Linked DNA regions of Mus musculus: all the other regions are linked to region 2. The links are chromatin contacts, called in public HiChIP or PLAC-seq and capture Hi-C maps. All regions are on one chromosome and are shown on one strand. Each heading gives the region's core, a stretch centred on a gene start, on an enhancer-like site or on the middle of the called end of the contact. The rest is flanking DNA. Distances are from core to core; before and after follow the strand shown.

The links. HiChIP or PLAC-seq counts read pairs in DNA pulled down with a chosen protein or histone mark. Capture Hi-C pulls out chosen DNA fragments and counts their contacts.
Region 1: a contact with region 2 is called in an H3K27ac HiChIP or PLAC-seq map of extraembryonic endoderm stem cells, with 3 times the contacts expected there. The contact joins two enhancer-like sites. A contact is called at or near these places in 2 of 115 datasets of contacts at active chromatin or transcription factors (embryonic stem cells and extraembryonic endoderm stem cells) and 1 of 9 other capture datasets (embryonic stem cells).
Region 3: a capture Hi-C map of embryonic stem cells shows a contact between it and region 2, with 5 times the contacts expected there. The contact joins two enhancer-like sites. A contact is called at or near these places in 1 of 115 datasets of contacts at active chromatin or transcription factors (embryonic stem cells) and 1 of 9 other capture datasets (embryonic stem cells).

What each region holds. Positions count from the first base shown.
Region 1 is chr11:64,026,163-64,028,914 of GRCm38.p6, forward strand. The region is part of intron 4 of Cox10 (heme A:farnesyltransferase cytochrome c oxidase assembly factor 10); the gene reads right to left. Among named protein-coding and RNA genes, the nearest start is that of Gm51866, 5.5 kb to the right of the region's middle. Within about 2 kb of position 1,434, at least 25 of the 459 cell types and tissues checked have an H3K27ac peak or open chromatin away from gene starts, as enhancers often do. A contact at or near this core is called in extraembryonic endoderm stem cells, where this site is marked.
Region 2 is chr11:63,411,073-63,413,772 of GRCm38.p6, forward strand. No RefSeq gene overlaps it. Among named protein-coding and RNA genes, the nearest start is that of Gm40016, 52 kb to the right of the region's middle. Within about 2 kb of position 1,394, at least 45 of the 459 cell types and tissues checked have an H3K27ac peak or open chromatin away from gene starts, as enhancers often do. A contact at or near this core is called in embryonic stem cells and extraembryonic endoderm stem cells, where this site is marked.
Region 3 is chr11:63,998,982-64,001,681 of GRCm38.p6, forward strand. The region is part of intron 4 of Cox10 (heme A:farnesyltransferase cytochrome c oxidase assembly factor 10); the gene reads right to left. Among named protein-coding and RNA genes, the nearest start is that of Gm51866, 33 kb to the right of the region's middle. Within about 2 kb of position 1,365, at least 27 of the 459 cell types and tissues checked have an H3K27ac peak or open chromatin away from gene starts, as enhancers often do. A contact at or near this core is called in embryonic stem cells, where this site is marked.

The DNA.
Region 1 (2,752 bases), core at 184-2,683, 620 kb after region 2:
TAGGGTTACTATACAGATAAAATCAGATGATAGATGTAAGGTTCATGGTGACCTCGAGTAAGACCATTCTTTTTGTTATCACCATTTTTACTTTGAATCTAACTATTTGCAAAATGACATGTTAGAGCGAGAGGACTCAGAGTGACCAAGGCACAGCCCGGGGGTGGGGGTAGGTTGCTCCTTGCAAACTGGACAAAGTAAGAAATTAGAAATTTAACTCACTGTGCAAGAACTAGGAGGCACAAGAAATTAACCACAGGGTGAAACGGGACCAGTGACCCTTTGCCTATAGTGTTGATCCTAAGAGTAGCATGGGCGCACTACACAAGAGGCAGGCAGAATATGGGAACTCCCCTTACTGAAGAGAACCAGTGTAGACTGAGAAAGGTCAGCAGCCTCTATCAGGTAAACTCCAGCCACGTGTTACTCTGCTAATAGTGCATCTAACTGGAAATTATTTTCCCACTATCAGAAAACTAGTATGTCTAATGAGAAAAAAAAATTACACCAATCAGAACTGCTCTTATGTACCCACAACAGCACAGACTTCCTCTGGGAAGAGACACACTGCTTACCATCTCACCACTCCTCCTGTACCCAGTGGGAATGCCCAGCGGTCCTAGCAGTCAGTTGGGTTTGCTCCCCACTCCCTTGGCCCACTGACCTTCGTCAGCATCAGACATGACCATACTTCCACAACCACACTACAACTTCAAGCTAGAGTAGGAATGGATAAGAAACCATCATTACCAAGCAAATCTGCTTTAGTGTAAAAAGCATAAACTTTAGCATTCTTGAAAATTCTATTTAGCAAAAGCTGGCAGATAACATACAAGTAAGGACTTGAGTGAAAAGCTCAGAACTTCCTTTTTGAAAACAGAACTAGGAGGGGAGGGAGGGAAAGGGACACTTGGGGCTGGTGAGACAGCTGGAGGGGGGGGGGGCGGGGGCGGGAGGCCTTACCCACCGGCCTGCTAGCCTGACTCTAGAACCAACTCCAGGTGGCAGTCCTCTTGACACACCCCACACTCCCTACATGACATGCCACATGCCCTCCACTCTAAGTAAGTAAGTAAATAAATAAATAAATAAATTTTAAAGGAATTCTTTTCAACTTCATGTAAAAGTATTGCTAGTTATTTACTTCTAATTAGGGAATACAGAGGACATTTTATTTATAACAGTGTTAAACACCTCTTATTTCCATTGCTTTTAAAGAACGGTGGCTGAAAGATAACCTCTATGAAGTAGCCAAACAGGGTATATGGTAAGACAGTGATGTGAAGACACCCCAGCACAGGAGTTTTCCAAGGAGGGACCTGAGGGCCAAGTGTTCCCGAGCTGGCCCCACGCACCTGCAGTCTAATGAAGCTCTCTGAGTGAGAGTGTTTCCAGAGTGAACTGTCGCCAGGTTTGCGGCTGGGCTGTGGTGGTAACGCCCTAACTGGGAATGTGCCTTAGGCCTTCCTTACTCCAGGCTCCCTAAGTCCCACAGAATCAAGTCAGAGCTCTTATCGTGGCAATTACGACACTGAAAAGAACAGGCCAACTGCTTGCTCCCAGCACCCTGCACATTCGAGGCCTCTCTATGTGTGTGTGTGCTTTCCATTCCCTCCTACAACTTCTGACTAAAGTAGAACTGGCTGGACTACTGCTTCTGACTAAAACACACTTTTCCTCATCTTTATGTCCCCCACACAATCCAACTCAATGGGTGGCCTCTCTAAGCACCTCACTCTCTCTACCTCAGAAGCTAGCTATAATCTTTCTCTGCGATATCACACACCACTTTGTTTCTCTTACTTGTTTTCTAGCCTGAGTTGGCGTTATCTGTGAACATTCCTAACATTTCCCACCTTGCTGCTGAGGCAGAGATGTCTCGTTTGCCTCTTTCCACTACAAGATACAGGTAGACCATACAATGGAGCCTCCCTTTTACAGACAAACCAAATCAAAGAACAGTTCTATCATCCGTCCCACGCCACACAGCTAGTGACAGGATTGCAGTTACAGTTCCTAGGCATCATGGCCTAGAGCAGGACACTGCGGCTGTTAACATGGTCTCTGCATCTCCCCACTAACGTCTACTCTGTTTAAAGCCTCAGTGTAGAAGCTGCAGTGAGGACAGTAGTAAGTGCGGTGGTGGGCTCCATGGTCCCCCACCACACCCCTCCACCATGGCTCTCCACCACTTCTGCCAGTGCCCTCGCACATTATTGTTTTTTCTTACTGGTTTCTTTTTAAAAAGCAAACCTTGTATACAGAAGTTTGTTCCCTACTCAAAATAAAATCTAGGTAACAAATCCTGACATGAAAGACGAGGTGAGGCACATCAGGAATAAAAGGAGAGTTGGGAGATATGGGCAAATAGCTTTAAAACAATCGCAGAATTGGGATCAAGACTACAAGTTTTCAAGAATCAGACCTAATGAAAAGTAAGCCAGGCTTCATTCAGTAGGACAGTCTCATGGTCCTGGCTTCTTTATGTAGTCACTGAAGGACAACGGAAATGAAGTCAGACAGACAAGACTCCCCGCATCATGACTGCCACATTTCTAAGGATCTAATGGTTTTTGTTGTTTTACTTTTAGAGATAGGTTTTCTCTCTGTGTAGCCCCAAGATGGCCTCAAACGCTCAAACGCAGATCCTTCTGCTCAGGCTCCCCAGTATTTGAGATTACAGGCATGTACCCACCACACTTGGTCAAGTTTTAAGGTTACAATGCTAAGTTGGAAAGTCCTCACATGAAGC
Region 2 (2,700 bases), core at 144-2,643:
GAGCCACCATGTTGCTGGGAATTGAACTTGGGGCCTCTGGAAGAGCAATCGGTGATCTTAATAGACTAAGCTCTCTCTCCAGCCCTGTGATATCTTCTTGAACAATGGTGACTTTATCCTGTTTTGTCATCTCTCATGTGACTTCCCAACAGCACAAACTCAAATGCTGTATTACCACTACCACGTAAGCGGATTATGGACCTAGATTTTTAGCCAGTGTCTCTGCTGGCACCATCTTCCTGTGACAAACCATTCAGTGATCTATCTCTTAATTTAACTTCTGGAAACCCTGCTTTCTCAACCTCAGAGTCAACAGTGCAACCCCCAAGCCACACCCTATTCCAGATGTGAACACTGTCACCTCATACACCGTTTTACTCAGTCCCTACTTTCTGGGCTTGCCTGTCCCCGCCTAAGTGTCTGCACTAAATCCTTTGGACGTGCTGGCTTTATGTCACTCTTCCTTGTTTCCAAGTGTTCTTCAAATTGTAACCTTGTCTGTCTTTTTCTCTGGTATTCAAAACTCTGGCAATCTATAAAACAGAAGCCAGCACTTGCCTTCTTCAGTATTTATGTGTCCTGGTCTTGTTGCTCCCAAGAGAGTAGAGTAGAGCAAGCTCACATGGCCCTTCAGGTGTATATATATTCATTTCATGCTTTGAGGTCCGTTTTACTTTGGACTCTGGAAATGTCCCCCACTGCCTGGAAGATGACATCCTTGCCTAGGATCCAGCTGCCGAATTTCCCCTCTGCCTTAATTCTATTTCCAGCCCCAGTGGGCCAGTCTCTTCCTCAGCCCTCCATCTTTCTTCCTGACCTCACAGTGACTAGGCCACAGAAGAGCAATACACAGTAACGACTACTAATATTTATTTAGGTTAACAGTGTGTGTGTGTGTGTGTGTGTGTGTGTGTGTGTGTGTGGACTGCTGCAAGCAATTTCTCTCATTTAATCGTCCCCAAACAAACAAAACAAACAAAACAAAACAAAGAGAGGCACCCTCCCCTCCCTTTAGGTCTGAGGTGGGTAAATGTTTTTTAGAAGGAAGCCTCAGAGAGCCCCGGCTACTTCCATGGAAACAAAGGCTGTTTTCAAACACCGTTAAGAAACTGTTTCTATCTTGGGCTTTCAATGACCCGGATTGTACATGTGTGGAGCCGGGAAGAAAGAAAGGAAAGAGGGATAAAAAAAAAAGTGCCACGGGAAGCTCTTCGTTTAATGCATTGGTTAATTAATCAATTAATTTTGGGTTATGCACAGGCACTTTCTTCTCCGAAATGTGGAAAAAGCGGGGCTTTGTGTGTGTCCCGGGAGCTCTCTGAAGCTGGAAGGTGCCACACAGGCCTCCGGCTTGGCTTCCCCTTTTCTCCCCAAGGCCCATCCTTAGGTATTTCAGTGTTGAATAAACAGGCCTGGAGTTGTGTGCCCAGTTCAGGACACCCTGCTGCGAGCATGTCCTTAATACCAACAATGCCACGCTTTTATTCCAAACTGACCCCACTGACCCCCAAAAGTTTGTTCCCTCAACTGGGTCTCCTTGGCCCTTTCATTCCCCTGAATTCCCTACACAAAGCCCTTGTCACATCCACAGTCCTCTCGAAACTAAACTGGGATGGGAAGAGAGGGGGAGTGGAAAAGAAGTTGAAAATAGCCAAACCTTGATCCTCCACCTAAAAGAGACTGAAGACATTAGCATGTTAAACCGTCTGCGCGGCTCGGCTTCCTCACCCACCCCCACCCTCACTGGAGCGCATTCTTTTCGAAAATCCTGAGAATTGGGGCCCAAGTCTCCGTCTGAAGGAGCGACAGGTCAGTGCAGATAAGAGACCCCACTGCGACAAAAGCTCTCCTTTACATCCGTGATTGTCGCAAGTTTCGAGGAAAACATTTACATTCCGAAAGGAAGGCTCTGGTTTTCAGTAGAGGAAAAAAAGATACTTGGGGCGTCGGAGTCGCTTTCCGACCCCTCCCCCAGCTTGTTTGTTTATCTTTGATCTTCAGGGGCAGTATTTCAAGGAAGAACAGCATCACTAGCTATGGGGAAAAAATGTGTTTTCTGCTTGTTTTTTTTTTTCTTTTTTTCTTTTTAATCTTTTAATTATCCAGTTCCTCTCTGCCACACACCCACCATGCGTGGAAAGTGCCGGCAACGCTGAGATGGAGCGACTTCAAAAAGGACTCTGACCTCCGTGGCCTGTTCCTTGCTTTCTGTTTTACTTTCTTCTGGCTCAGTGCAATGAGAGTCCGCCAGTACGAGAAAAGCAGAATACAGTTAAGTTTTTCCTCGAGTCTCAAGGAGTTCAACGCATGCATTATCTCGTTTGCTTCGATAGATTTATTTTAATCTCCCATCATGCATTAGCTCCTACAACCCTTTGACGCCAAGAGTCGCCTCTGAAGACATACAGTGACAATGAGAAGCCTTGTGATGTTTTGAGGATTCATGGGGATATTATGAATTGAAGACATCCCAGTTGGCAGGAAATTCACATGGATTTAACTATTTTAAAGAGAACAAGCGACAGGCAATTAGCATATTCACAACATTGTCAAACAGTGTTCTATTTAGTTCCAAAATATTTTCACCACCTCCAAATAAAATTATAGAACCATCAAAGAGTTGATCCTCACTGCTTCTTGTACCAGTTCCATGGCTTTAACAGTCCAGGACATTTCACAAGAGTGGCACCGGGCCTCTTC
Region 3 (2,700 bases), core at 115-2,614, 590 kb after region 2:
CATGCTAACTAAGCTTGTGGGTTGATTTTAGTGACGGTACAGCACCCCTTCCGCACACCAAGGGATCAGAGTTCCTGCTGCTTGATTCTGTTTCCCATGCATTTTATAGAGTGTCTTTCAGTTAGCTCATTGCTCTGGTTTAGATATTTAAACCGCATTTCCAAAACACAGAGCAGAGTATGTTCAGAGAAAGTTCATGCGTGTTAGCAGTTAGACTGCAGACCTTACATGTAGCGGCCGTTTGTTGCCTACTCATGTTTCCCTGTGGTGTATATATATATATATATATATATATATATATATATATATATATATATATTATGCTTTCATGGCTTTAACTATTTCTGAAGCACAACTTGAATTCTTGCAATGTGTTGAATATAAAAGACAAATATGATATGAACCCTCAGAATGTACAGTTTCCTTGACACTCAAGGAAGATTGGTTTCAAGATGCTACGGATATTTGTGTCCCATAAATGGAATGGGAAGTAAGGCATGCAGAGTACTGTCACACTTCCACACGCTGTATGTCACCGCCAGGCTCCTTGCTTCACCTACGACAAAGTGAATGCTGTGAAGTGGCTGCTGAACTGCAGCAGAGTACAAGGAAGAGCATGCTGACTCAGCACAGACACGTCCTGTAGCCAAACACTCCTGACTTGGAGGATTAAATTTATGGGCCATGCAATAAAAAATAAAACAAAGAGGATGAATTAACTGTACCCAGGAGAGTTCAGAGCACACTGAGAGCGACAGGCTGGAGAGAGGTGGACAGCTCACAGGTCTCTCTTGGGCCTAAGCTGCTCTTCTAACAGAAGGTTCTGCTCAGGGTTTGAGTGGCCACAGGACCAGTAACCCCACTTCACTTCTACGGTCCCCTAAGAACCTATCTCATCTAAACTGGGCCAGCTGAGACTCCTTCCCTGGGACAGTACAAGGCAGCAGGGAAATGTGACCAGCTTCTTTTACTGACGATGGCCACAGAATAACACGCAGAGGAAATAAAAAGGGAGGCGAGACCAATGCTAGGGAGCAGTGATCCGGAAGGCCTTCACCTTTCCTTCTTCAGTTCAGTTGAAAGCTTCACAGGTACTGCACTGTCCTGGGAGCACAAGGAAGGAGAATTTCCAAACACTGGAGCAATGAATACCTCATTTTCCCCCTCAGCAAACAATATATTTTTTGTCTAGGTTAAAATTTCAAAAGAGCTTTTCCTCTCAGTCTGTTTTTGTAAAAATCCACCAATCGTTTGGCCATTTTTCATTTTGAACTTTTGCTTCCTTCCTCGGGCTCACAGCCTTGTCACACCCTCAGCTACAGGCTCCCTGCCCTCCAGCAACTCCAAGATCAGCTGTGTGTTTACACTCCTAGAGTGAGGAGCATTGGAAACAAAAGTCAGCCTAGCCCAGAGGACAGGGCCTTGCGAGCTCTTACACCTTGTACCACTTGCAGAGTCACCTTCACATGACCTCAGCCATCACTGCTCTGGCTCCTTCTGGGTCTTGGGTCTGCTTTGTCTATTCCTGCATATACACTCGCTCCAGGAAGCAGGCAGTTGGCTCCAGTGTTCCCTGCCTCCTAACCCAGTATCTCATGCAGGAAGCTGAGTCCCTGCTAGTCTTGAGAGAAATGTTCAGAATCAACAGGCCCTGGGACTGTCCTGAAAGCACAGGGAGGGAGGTGCTGGTGGGGACATTGTGACACACTGCTCCAACTCAAACTGCAAGTGCTAATTTCTATACATTGAAGAAAAAGTCCACGCTCAGAAGAAACTATGAAGGTGCTAGGCAGATGGGTACCTCAATGCCACTTACAATGACTATAAGTTGTGTTAGGGAAAATATCCAACTAGGTAACAAGATATATCCTTTCTCCACCCCCTTCTCCCCGCCCCCCCCCCGCCCCCCTCCCCCACAGTGTGAGAGCAACATTCCTCCAAAGGCCCCGCAGAAAGACACACCCTGCAGTTCAGGGCTTGTTGCTCCATCCATCCCCTGGAAAGCTGTCAGTGTGTGTTTGTCATTCCCGTCCAGCTCACAGCTCCTAACAGCTCGATAGTATCTCCATCAATCTCCAACCAGATTAAAAGGGATATTTAAAAAAAATAAAAAGCTCAGAGAGGGGCTCTAGCAGGACCCACATATCATTTCTTCTTACAAATCAGTTAAGATGCCCAGGCAGCTGTCACTTTTCCCTTGTTACCCATGTCCTACTGGTCTACCTCCAATAAACAAACTACGACTCATTCTCATTGAGATTTTTTTTTCCCCATGAGGCATGTGAAATAGCAAATGCAGGCAGTCTGGCATCCATCAAAAGTGGTTTTCATGCATATGGAGACTGGGCAATGTTCTTTGAAGAGGTCACACAGGCCACCTCTCATGAAGGCTTTGTCCTCAAAAGAAAAAAATAAAAAAGGCTCAAAACATTAGTAACCTAGTCCTTATTAAAGTCAAGTGCTGCATCCTAGAGTAAAAGAAACCCCAGCCCTGCCTAGCTCCCAGAGCCTCTACCGTAAAGTGACCTTCTGTTCCTGCCAGGGGAATCTCAATTTGTAAACACTGCTTTCTCACAAAAGATGGAAGGAAAATGAAATATTTATAATACCTGCTCTGAGTAGTGAGGGAGGGTGATTTATTATTCTTATCTTCCCGATTTTTCAGTGTCTATAAAGACCATGCATTTTCTAGTTAGGGAA